Linked DNA regions of Bombyx mori: region 2 is linked to region 1. A link is a contact called in public Hi-C data. All regions are on one chromosome and are shown on one strand. The core of a region is the stretch at or near the end of the contact, and the rest is flanking DNA. Distances in the headings are between cores, read along the strand shown. Region 1 overlaps LOC101742255 (monocarboxylate transporter 14). Region 2 overlaps LOC101742394 (monocarboxylate transporter 14).

What was found. A called contact is a pair of places that touch in the nucleus more often than the background predicts.
Region 2: a contact with region 1 is called in a Hi-C map of whole pupa, with 3 times the contacts expected there. The contact joins two enhancer-like sites. A contact is called at or near these places in 5 of 7 Hi-C or Micro-C datasets (midgut, an unstated tissue and whole pupa).

What each region holds. Positions count from the first base shown.
Region 1 is chr17:14,878,359-14,882,939 of ASM3026992v2, reverse strand. LOC101742255 (monocarboxylate transporter 14) reads left to right here. Exons shown (of 6, transcript XM_012690786.4): 2 at 1-477; 3 at 730-1,188; 4 at 2,852-3,073. Among protein-coding and RNA genes, the nearest start is that of LOC101742100, 15 kb to the right of the region's middle. Within about 2 kb of position 2,124, at least 1 of the 8 cell types and tissues checked has open chromatin away from gene starts, as enhancers often do.
Region 2 is chr17:14,916,277-14,921,251 of ASM3026992v2, reverse strand. It overlaps LOC101742394 (monocarboxylate transporter 14), which reads left to right. Exons shown (of 7, transcript XM_004926626.5): 2 at 1-418; 3 at 2,478-2,712; 4 at 3,886-4,139; 5 at 4,789-4,975. Among protein-coding and RNA genes, the nearest start is that of LOC101742394, 5.4 kb to the left of the region's middle. Within about 2 kb of position 2,006, at least 3 of the 8 cell types and tissues checked have open chromatin away from gene starts, as enhancers often do.

The DNA.
Region 1 (4,581 bases), core at 875-3,374:
CGCCGTAACTTAGCCGTCGGGCTCGGCTCGTGCGGAGTTGGCTTTGGAACATTTATTTACTCTCCCTTGACGACCTACTTACTTGATGAATACGGTTGGAGAGGTGCCTTACTACTACTCGCTGGCACGGTACTAAACGTGTGCGTGTGTGGTATGCTCATGAGGGACCCTGAATGGCTGATTCTGGAACAAAAAAAGCAAAGACAGTTGAGTAAGGCAAAGAGAGCTTCCAGTTCTATGTCGATCTCGGCTAGATCTGCAAAGTCTGGTGGAGCGGAGTCCATGTACCCTGGAGTCGAGGAAATTAAGACAATGATAAAGAGTGGTGAGACACCGGAATATATCCTAACGGCATTAGTCGCGTCGATTGCCGAAGCGGAAAGCTTGGAGGCTGCTACAAAAGCTAATGCGGATCTTTCCAACCATAAAGTTAGCTCAGTGATAAATTTACCTACGTTTTTGAAGCAAAGCGAAAAGGTACCCTAAATTATTAATATTGTTTACACTAAAGTTCTATAACTATAAGTATTATAATTGAAAACGCATGTAGCAAGAGCGACAATGACAAAAAATATATAAGCAGTAGGGACGTGGTTTTCATAAGTTATTACCGTAAAACTCATAGACATACCTACATAAAAAAATTATACATAACTAAATGATCCATAATATTAATGAATTAATTTTATACCTTTGATCCTCTAAATCATTAAACTGCCTATATTTCAGGTACCAGCAGAAGTATTAGACCAGCTTATATCAAACAAGCGACTTTATAACATAGTATTACAGAATTATCCATCATTACTTGCACTAAGGAGTAATTCCGAACAGAAACTACCCACAGAACCGCCCCCGTCCAAAGCGAAACCAGTGAAAATGTCCATGAAGCTGAAACTCAGTAAGAAAGAGAAGAAAGACTTTGCATCTAAGCTGGACGTTGTGAAGGAGAAGTTACTGCAACCGATACCAGAAAACAAGGTCATAATACCGAAAGCTGAACGGCAGGCTTGGTTCTCGAGACAGATCCAAACCGATCATCATTATTTCAGAGAGATAAGGGTGCACAGGAATTCGATAATGCATCGCGGGGCAATGATGAACATTGCCAAGTACAAACTCCGTGCGTCGTCTTGTCCAGATATTTATAGAAATTCTATGTGGTCCGTTGAAGACCACGAGGAAAAGGTAAGCTACCTGATTTGTTATTATAAATCTCCCTCAGTAGATTCTGTCGCATATTCCTAATAAACAGTCTAATATGAGAGAATTTTTTTCTTTGGAAAAGTAGTCAATCTTCAGAATCTTATCTACGTGCGATACGAACATTACTAAAAGAATTGGTTTTCCGTAATCGGGCATGTTAATTGCGATTACCGTATTATTTGAATCCGTGAACAAAGAAATCGTTTTACTTATCAGTTTAATTTCTTAGTCGATTATATTTATCGATCGTATCTGTAAGTTAGTTGACATTATCTTAATTACTTGTCGTTGTAATTTTGTCTCAATAAATCATGTAATTGGAAATCACTGATCATGGAGAATAGTGCGTACAAAATCAAATCACAAAAAGACTGATGATCTTTTGACCCACACACTGTGTTTTTGTCACTGGTTTTATCAGAGTGGTCACATTTTCAGAAATGGATCCAAATCATTTTTGTTTTTGTTTATATGTCCGAGAGATCTATTATAGTACATGTAACCTTCCTATAACAAGGCAGAGACATTTCTGCAAAGTCTCGTGTTGTATGAGACTAGAAGCCAGTACAAAAAGGAGAGTATTTTTTCTGAATGAAACATCGTAACTAAGGCTTTATGTGTTTTTTTTATCTTTTAAACATAAGAAAATACGCAGTAAAATTTCATTTATTCCCATGTATTGTGTATTCATAGCGCAAAAAGTAATTTTCTAAATAATTTTAAACGAAAATCTCGCTATCGTGTGGTTCATGTACCTTGTTAAAGAAGGTTTTGGGGATTTTTTTAGAGTGAAACCGTATTGTAAAATACCGTGTTATTTGAGGGTTACCTGTATAGAAGCTGAATTGTCAATGAGATGCAAGCGACGGTGACGTCATCACCTCGGCAGAGTCGTGCGAGCTGAGCATAAGATGTTGTTCATTCCACCGACCGGACAGACTTCTGAAAACTGAGTCCAACACGATATGTTCTCCGGGGTAGACCGCTACCCTAAACTCTGCCTTCAAACGACATACACGTCGTCTTCTCGCATTAAAACTGTATTAAAACTATTTCACTTTTGCGCATTTATTGTTTTTTTTTTACGATTGAGGTATATTTGTTGCCCAGAGGCCTTTCCAGTTTCACCAGGACGGGTGGGCGAGCAAAAGCTCAGCCAGCAGGATTTTATTTATTATTCTCTTTCTCCCTTTCTAACCGTTTTCTCTCAGGTTCTGTTCGCACGAATCTTACATATTGTCTTCTCGCATTAAATTAATTAAATAAAAATTAAAACTGTATAATCTCAAAACTTACAAAATTTTACAGGAGAGTGTTTTAAAGGTTTTGTATCATATTGACATATGATATTTTTAATATTAATCATCTTTAAAACATTTATTTTTTAGTTTTCACCAGTTACATTATCTGTTTTTTAAAGTAAGATAAAATTATGTATTAATTTTGTTAATAGTAGTTAAAATATAGGTAAACTAAAAAAAAACTAACACTAAACTGCACTCTTTTGACAGTATTTATGAGAAAAATACTGGTGATACCAAATGATTCCGCGTATTAACTCAATTTCGATTATTTTTGGAAATTGTACACTTTTAATGCGAAAAGACGACGTATTATAAAAGACGATGTATTATTTATATTTTAGACATGGGGACGACGACTAATAGACACGATCAACAAAACATTTGATTTCAACATGTTCACGGAGTTCCATTTCCTAATGATGAACTTATCCACGCTGGTGCTGTTCATATGGTTCATAGTACCTTACTTCTACATATCCAGTTTCATGCAGATGCGGGGCTACTCCGAAGTAGACGGCTCTTGGTTACTGAGCACTTTTGGCATTGCTACCATAATTGGAATAGTAAGTATTATAGTAAAAATGCTTTGCTTTTTAAGGGTGCTTTTTAAGATATTATTGAAATAATAATTCTTCTACTCATATCTGAGTCGTCTATTATCAAAGGTGGCAATCTGTGCATTTGGACAAATTTTTTTTATTGATATGTCAATTCAGATTGATTTGAATATAATCGTCTCCTTCAAAGAATACGGTTCAAAACCTGCATTAAATAAAGGTTAATAGTTAACCTGTTATTTATCTAAGATGTCGTTCCGAAGAGTTTTGTGACTGCCAATGGAATACAAAGTCAATAATTCGTTTTTCTGATTTACCAATCATTGTCCAAAAGTCAGATTGCCGGCTTTGATAATAGTCGACTCATCTGTCAGAAAAATATTGTGTATAACTAATAACACCATGCACTCCACGCTTTTTTTACAATAAAAAAAAATTTTTTTTTTACTGTTTTCAATTTTAATTTATTTTCTATTTTTTAGTTGAATTTTATATAAAACGTGTTTTTTAGTTTTTTTAAACTATTATTTATTTTAAATTTGTTATTTGAATTTCAATTTGTTCAATAATTTTTTTCAATTTTATTTTTCCAATTTTTTTTAAATATTGAATTGTCATCGGTCCTCGTTAAATTTACAGAGTTTGAATGAAATCTGGCTGTTTAAAGTGGGTCAAAATCGCATCTAAAGGAGTCAGTTACAAACATACAAACATACATACAAGTGAAGTTGATATAAAGCGTATAATATAGGATATATACACAAGAACATAGTTTATCTATAGTGGAACAGTTCATCCACAGTACGTTTGCAGAGGTTTTTTTATCATGTACCATCATACTTTGGAACTTTATTTTTTTAATGTTTCCCGTCGCTGTGACACATTCTTTTTGAAGCGAAATTTTAGGAGATTCCTCAACGCTAGTATTTGGCTTGCCTGTACCCCTGCCATTGCTAACGTCCATTGGGCAATAGTGACCAATCAAGTTGGGCCGTGTACTCATATGTCTACAAAGGTCGTTAAAAAGTATTTTTGTTTCACCATCAATATAGCGGTATATCAATGAAGAGATATAAAGGCTACAGCTGGCCGGTGGTAATGTGTGTTTTCGAAGTGTGTATGGGTGTCGAAAACGCGCACATGTGGCTTAAGTACGTCATAAGTGGTTCCCCTCGCCGACGGACTCCAAAAATACCACAGGCCTGGAAAGTAGTTATCTACTACAAAGAACTGTTATGATAATTTTGATTGTGCCAAAAACCGCTCTAGTAGGTATTTGTCTTCATCTGTCGTTTATTATCTGTCATCATAACATTAACTTCAGCTTAGGCCGGTCTGTCAAGATTCTAGCACATTCTAGAAACCCTGCGAACGCATTTCGTAATGGTCGCGGAAACCGCTGGAAATTTGTTTAACTTTTATCCACATCTAAAGCGAGTGTTAGAAAGGGATTAATGAGGCCAAAAATGTATACACTATGTCCGGGCTTATACTAGTAGATCATTTTGTTTTAT
Region 2 (4,975 bases), core at 757-3,256, 38 kb before region 1:
TGTGGGAACATTCGTTTACGCCCCAATGACCCAATATTTCATTGATGAATACGGCTGGAGGGGAACCATATTACTGCTTTCTGGGACACTGCTGAATCTATGCGTCTGTGGCTGTGTGATGCGTGATCCCGAATGGTGGATTATAGAACAGAAGAGACAAAGAATGAAAGATATGAAGAGTACGAGAAACTCCAGTACTTTGTCAATTTCGAATCATCACGGCCAAGAGGCTGATTCTCCAACGAGAGGTAAATTCATGGAGGGACTGATAAAACGAGGAGTATCCCCAGAGACTGTGATAAGACAAGAAGCAGAAACCATAAGGCAACAGAAAATTGTTTTTTTGCCAGAAACTTCGGGTAGACCAAGGTCGAAATCTGTGGTGGATCTTCCGACGTATTCTACTCAAAATGATAAGGTAAAAACAATTGTATTATATAACCTAGTGTTCGATTTTTTTTATTGCTTAGGGCTTAGATGGATAAAATGGATGGATTTGAAGTCGTCGTGGCCTAAAGGATAAGACGTCCAGTGCATTCGTGTTGAGCGATGCACCGGTGTTCGAATCCCGCAGGCAATTTTTCTAATGAAATACGTACTTACCAAATGTTCACGATTGACTTCCACGGTGAAGGAATAACATCGTGTAATTAAAATCAATTCCGCAAAATTATAATTTGCGTAATTACTGCTGGTAGGACCTCTTGTGAGTCCGCAAGGGTAGGTACTACCACCCTGCCGCAATTACGTTGTAGATGTCTATGGGCTCCAGTGACCACTTAACACCAGGTGGGCTGTGTGCTCTTCCAACCATGTAAGCAATAAATAAATAAATGTACACCATTTGCTGCAATATCTACTTTTACCGTAACATATACAGCACTAGGCTTACATCGCGTGGGAGCGTTCGGGCACTTCACTGAAATCCAAAACTCCGAGTCCGTGCTCGCCCATCCAGGCTGGCCAGGCCTTCGGGCCACTGTAGGGCGCCGAGCTAAGGCCTACATGATGATGAGTGGTTACCGTCGCTGATGGACGTCAGCAAGGCCAGAAACAGCGCTATTTGTAGGCATTGATCTAAAATAAAAATATGGTATTATGATAATATCGTCTGGGCATGGCATTTTTTAATTATTTTGTTTGTGTGTAGCGGTCGATGCTCGACCGTGACTACTCAATATAATATTCAGTAATTACGAAAATTATAATTTTGCGGGTTTGATTTTTATTACACGCTGTTATTCCTTCACCGTGGAAGTCAATCGTGACCATTTGTTATGTACGTATTTCATTAGAAAAATTGGTACCTGTGGCCTGCGGGATTTAAATACCGTCGCTAGATACGAATGCACCAGACGTCTTATCCTTTAGGCCGCGACGACTAACACTAACTAATAACACTAAAGCTAATAACAAAATAGGTACCAAAGAAAAATCGGATAACAAATAGTGAAGAAAATGTTATTGAACTGAAAAAGAGTTCAATGTCTGCTGTTTATGAAAGACCTTCAACCGAACGAGTGTTGTTCGGAACTTTTATTTAGACAAGCTTATCTTACAAATGCTGTTAGCGCGATTCAGGGTTTTGCTATTTATTCTACTCTATGATGGCTAGCACTATACTGTTCTTAGACTATTAAAACTACGCAATGTGATTTTTTTTACTTATTGCCCTTGTAGGCGGACGAGCATACGGCCCACCTGATGGTGAGTGGTTACCGTCGTCCATGGGCTTCAGCAATGCCAGGGGCAAAGCCAAGCTACTGCCTACCGAAAGTACTGCTGCTAGGGTTGTAAGTAAGGAAGAATTTTGCGTTTGACTAACGACAAACATTTGGGTTGCCTTCCGATTGTTTTTAAAAAGGCACATATTTAGTTTTTTTGATACGAACGTTTCTAATGACTTGTATTGAATTATTTTTACAAAAACACGAGAGTCGATTCAGCGGCATAGTTGCAGACGTCAATAAAATCGCGATCACCGTTGTTTGTACAATAGATAGTGGTTTACTGATAACGTATGTAATGTCGGATTTTATGTCGGGATTTTGCTGAACAATTAGTGCGCTGTGTACGTTTGGATATCAAAAGAAAATATTATATGAGTGCCGTTTTACAGCCTATGTGTGTGTTTTTTATTTTTATTCCCCTTGAAGTCAGACGAGCATACGGCCTACCTGATGGTGAGTGCTTACCGTCGCCCATAGACTTCAGCAATGCCAGGGGCAGAACCAAGCTGCTGCCTACCGCTACGCAAGCTTTTTCGTTTTATGCCATTTTAGCATCTACGTGCTCAACAATAGAGCCGTGATTGTTAAGCAGAATCTTTGTCGTTTAATCCGGTGTTTTTTATGCGATAGAAATCCTTTTGGCGGGCAGACTCTTGAATTAATGTTTCCTTCACTTCCCCTCTCCTGGTTACCGAGCCTTCCTAGTTGCTGTGGTACACTTCGAGATAAATATTTTGAATGTTACAGATATCGTTATCCGCACTAGAAACTTTAATTAAAACAATCGGTAAAGAGTACGAAATCGAAGTTAAATACCCAAAGTTCGCTTTGAACTCGAATAAGAGACGGCTAAAAAGAGAAGCTAGGATTGAGGACTATCCACTGTACGCCGAACCCAAAAATGTGCAAAGGACGTATTCAGATATATGTGAATTACATGGAAAAAATAATTTTGATGAGAATCAAGATAATAATAAACGAGGTAAGGAATTTGATTTTTATTTAATTAGGCCGGTAGTAGTGTAAGCAGCTACATGATGTCCATTAACAACACCAATTACTCGGCCTTCTGCAGCTTATTTGCCTTCCAACGCAAGTAGAAGTGTGGACATAAAAATGTGACTAATTTTGAATTTGTAGCTAAGTAATTACAAAATTGGCAAGCATGTTATTGGGCTTACTAAATTACTGAAAGCTAAGCTAAGTGGTTAAGGCAGTGTTAACTATGAATGTGGAAGGCTTTAGAGGAATAGGTAGACCTAAGAAAAAATGGATCGTTTGCGTGAAAGACGGTATGTGTAATAGGGGAGTGAGCGAAAAAATGATATATGATAGAGGAGTATGGAAGGAGAAAACATGTTGCGCCGACCCCAGGTGACTGGGAGAAGAGCAGGAGAATGATGACTGAAAGCTAAGCTTTATAAGACGATACAGAGGTCAGAGTCAAAAAGATGGACTGATCAAGTGTCCGAGCACCTGGGCATGAAATTGAGCGACACACTTCACTGTGTCGCTGACCGGCCTAAGTGGCTACAACTCCCAAGAAAATGTCTCAGGCGGGCGTATCACTATGGTCAGTAATGAGCGATCGATTAGAGGAGGAGAAAGCTTTATCATAATAGTTTTAAGCGATTTATTAAGCAAATACTTGTTTCTGTTGTTAGTAGGTTCGTTTGTGCAATCACATCTTCATTATGTTTCAAATAATTTAGATGTATTTTCGGTGTTTCATTGAGAAATGAACCAAACTGGAAATATGTCAAGCGCTTGCTGTCCCTATAGAAATAGTTGAAATGAGTTGCTCTGAGACCTTTGATGGGCTAGGATAGTTCTGGTACTATAAGAATGCAAAATAGTTATAATTTTACTCCACTATGATCGAATGTAAATAAATGTTTCGAAATTTCATCTATTCGAATATCTATCAATTTTAATTCAAAATTCCATTGAATTCCTAATCATACACCCACTTGTATTGGTCTTACCGTGATGTTATATAGCCTACAGCCGATAAATGGGCTATCTAACACTGAAAGAATTTTCCAAATCGGACCAGTAGTAGTTCCTGATATTAGCGCGTTCAAACAAACAAACTCTTCAGCGTTATATATTAATAAATATATATATATACTAAACTCTATTTTTTATTTCACAGAAAGATTAATAGCGAAGACTATTTCCGAAACTAAAGATGTCGTTCTAGTTAAACAAGACAGTAAAGAGAACAAGAGAGATTGGTTGAGGAAGCAGTTGTCCGTCAATCATCATTACCTAAAAGACCTGAAGATGCCAATCACTTCGATAAGCCATAGGAACGCGATGCTCAATATCAGGAAGTACAAGCTAAAGGCCTCATCTTGTCCGGATATCTTCAAGAATTCCATGATCACAATCAACGAAAAAGAAGAGGTAATGTCGAGACTCACAGTAGAGACTCACATTTTTTTGTTTGAGTTTATGATATTTATACGTGTAGTGATTGGATTGTTTTATAGCGGTTGGGGGAAAGAGCTCTTGATTCACGAGTATTTTTTGGTTACCGGAGACCATAAATATCATAAAAGTAGCCTTTCTTCATGACACTGGTGAAAATCTCACTAGAGCATAATTCGACTTCCCTATCCTTCATGTAGAAATAGTATTAATATCAGATAAACATACAATTTTAAAATGTATCCCTATGTACTATCAATGGAATAGGCAAAAAACGGCATTAAAACTAAAAGAAAAACAAGAAATCAGCCCCTGAATTTAAAGTTAGGGTAGCGATCCGATATTTTCGCGACAGATTCGTGCAAGGCCAAGACCCGCTCCAAGCATTGGTGCCAGGTAAAAAGTCAAAGTCGGGTCGAGTGGAGACTGCGCAACGGAATATGTAACGTGGGACGCTTCTTGGCTAGGTGGTGGGATGACCTCCGAACAGTGGCCGGCAGAAGGTCGATGAGGGGAAGCGACGATCGGGCTTAGTAGTGCGGATTGGGAGAGACCTATGCCCGGCAGTGGAAGACTGTGGGCTGATGGTGATGATGATGAAAAAAATCAAACGTTCTTTTCACAGAAATGGTACGCAGACTGCGTTTCTTGTGTCTCCGATATGTTCAACGTGTCCCTATTTAAGCGTCCCACATTCAACTTACTTTGTTTGGGCACCATTATTATATTTGTCTGGTTCATCGTGCCTTACTTCTATCTCGCCGAGCACATGACCATTAAAGGATATACTGAGGATGACGGCGCTTTGATGC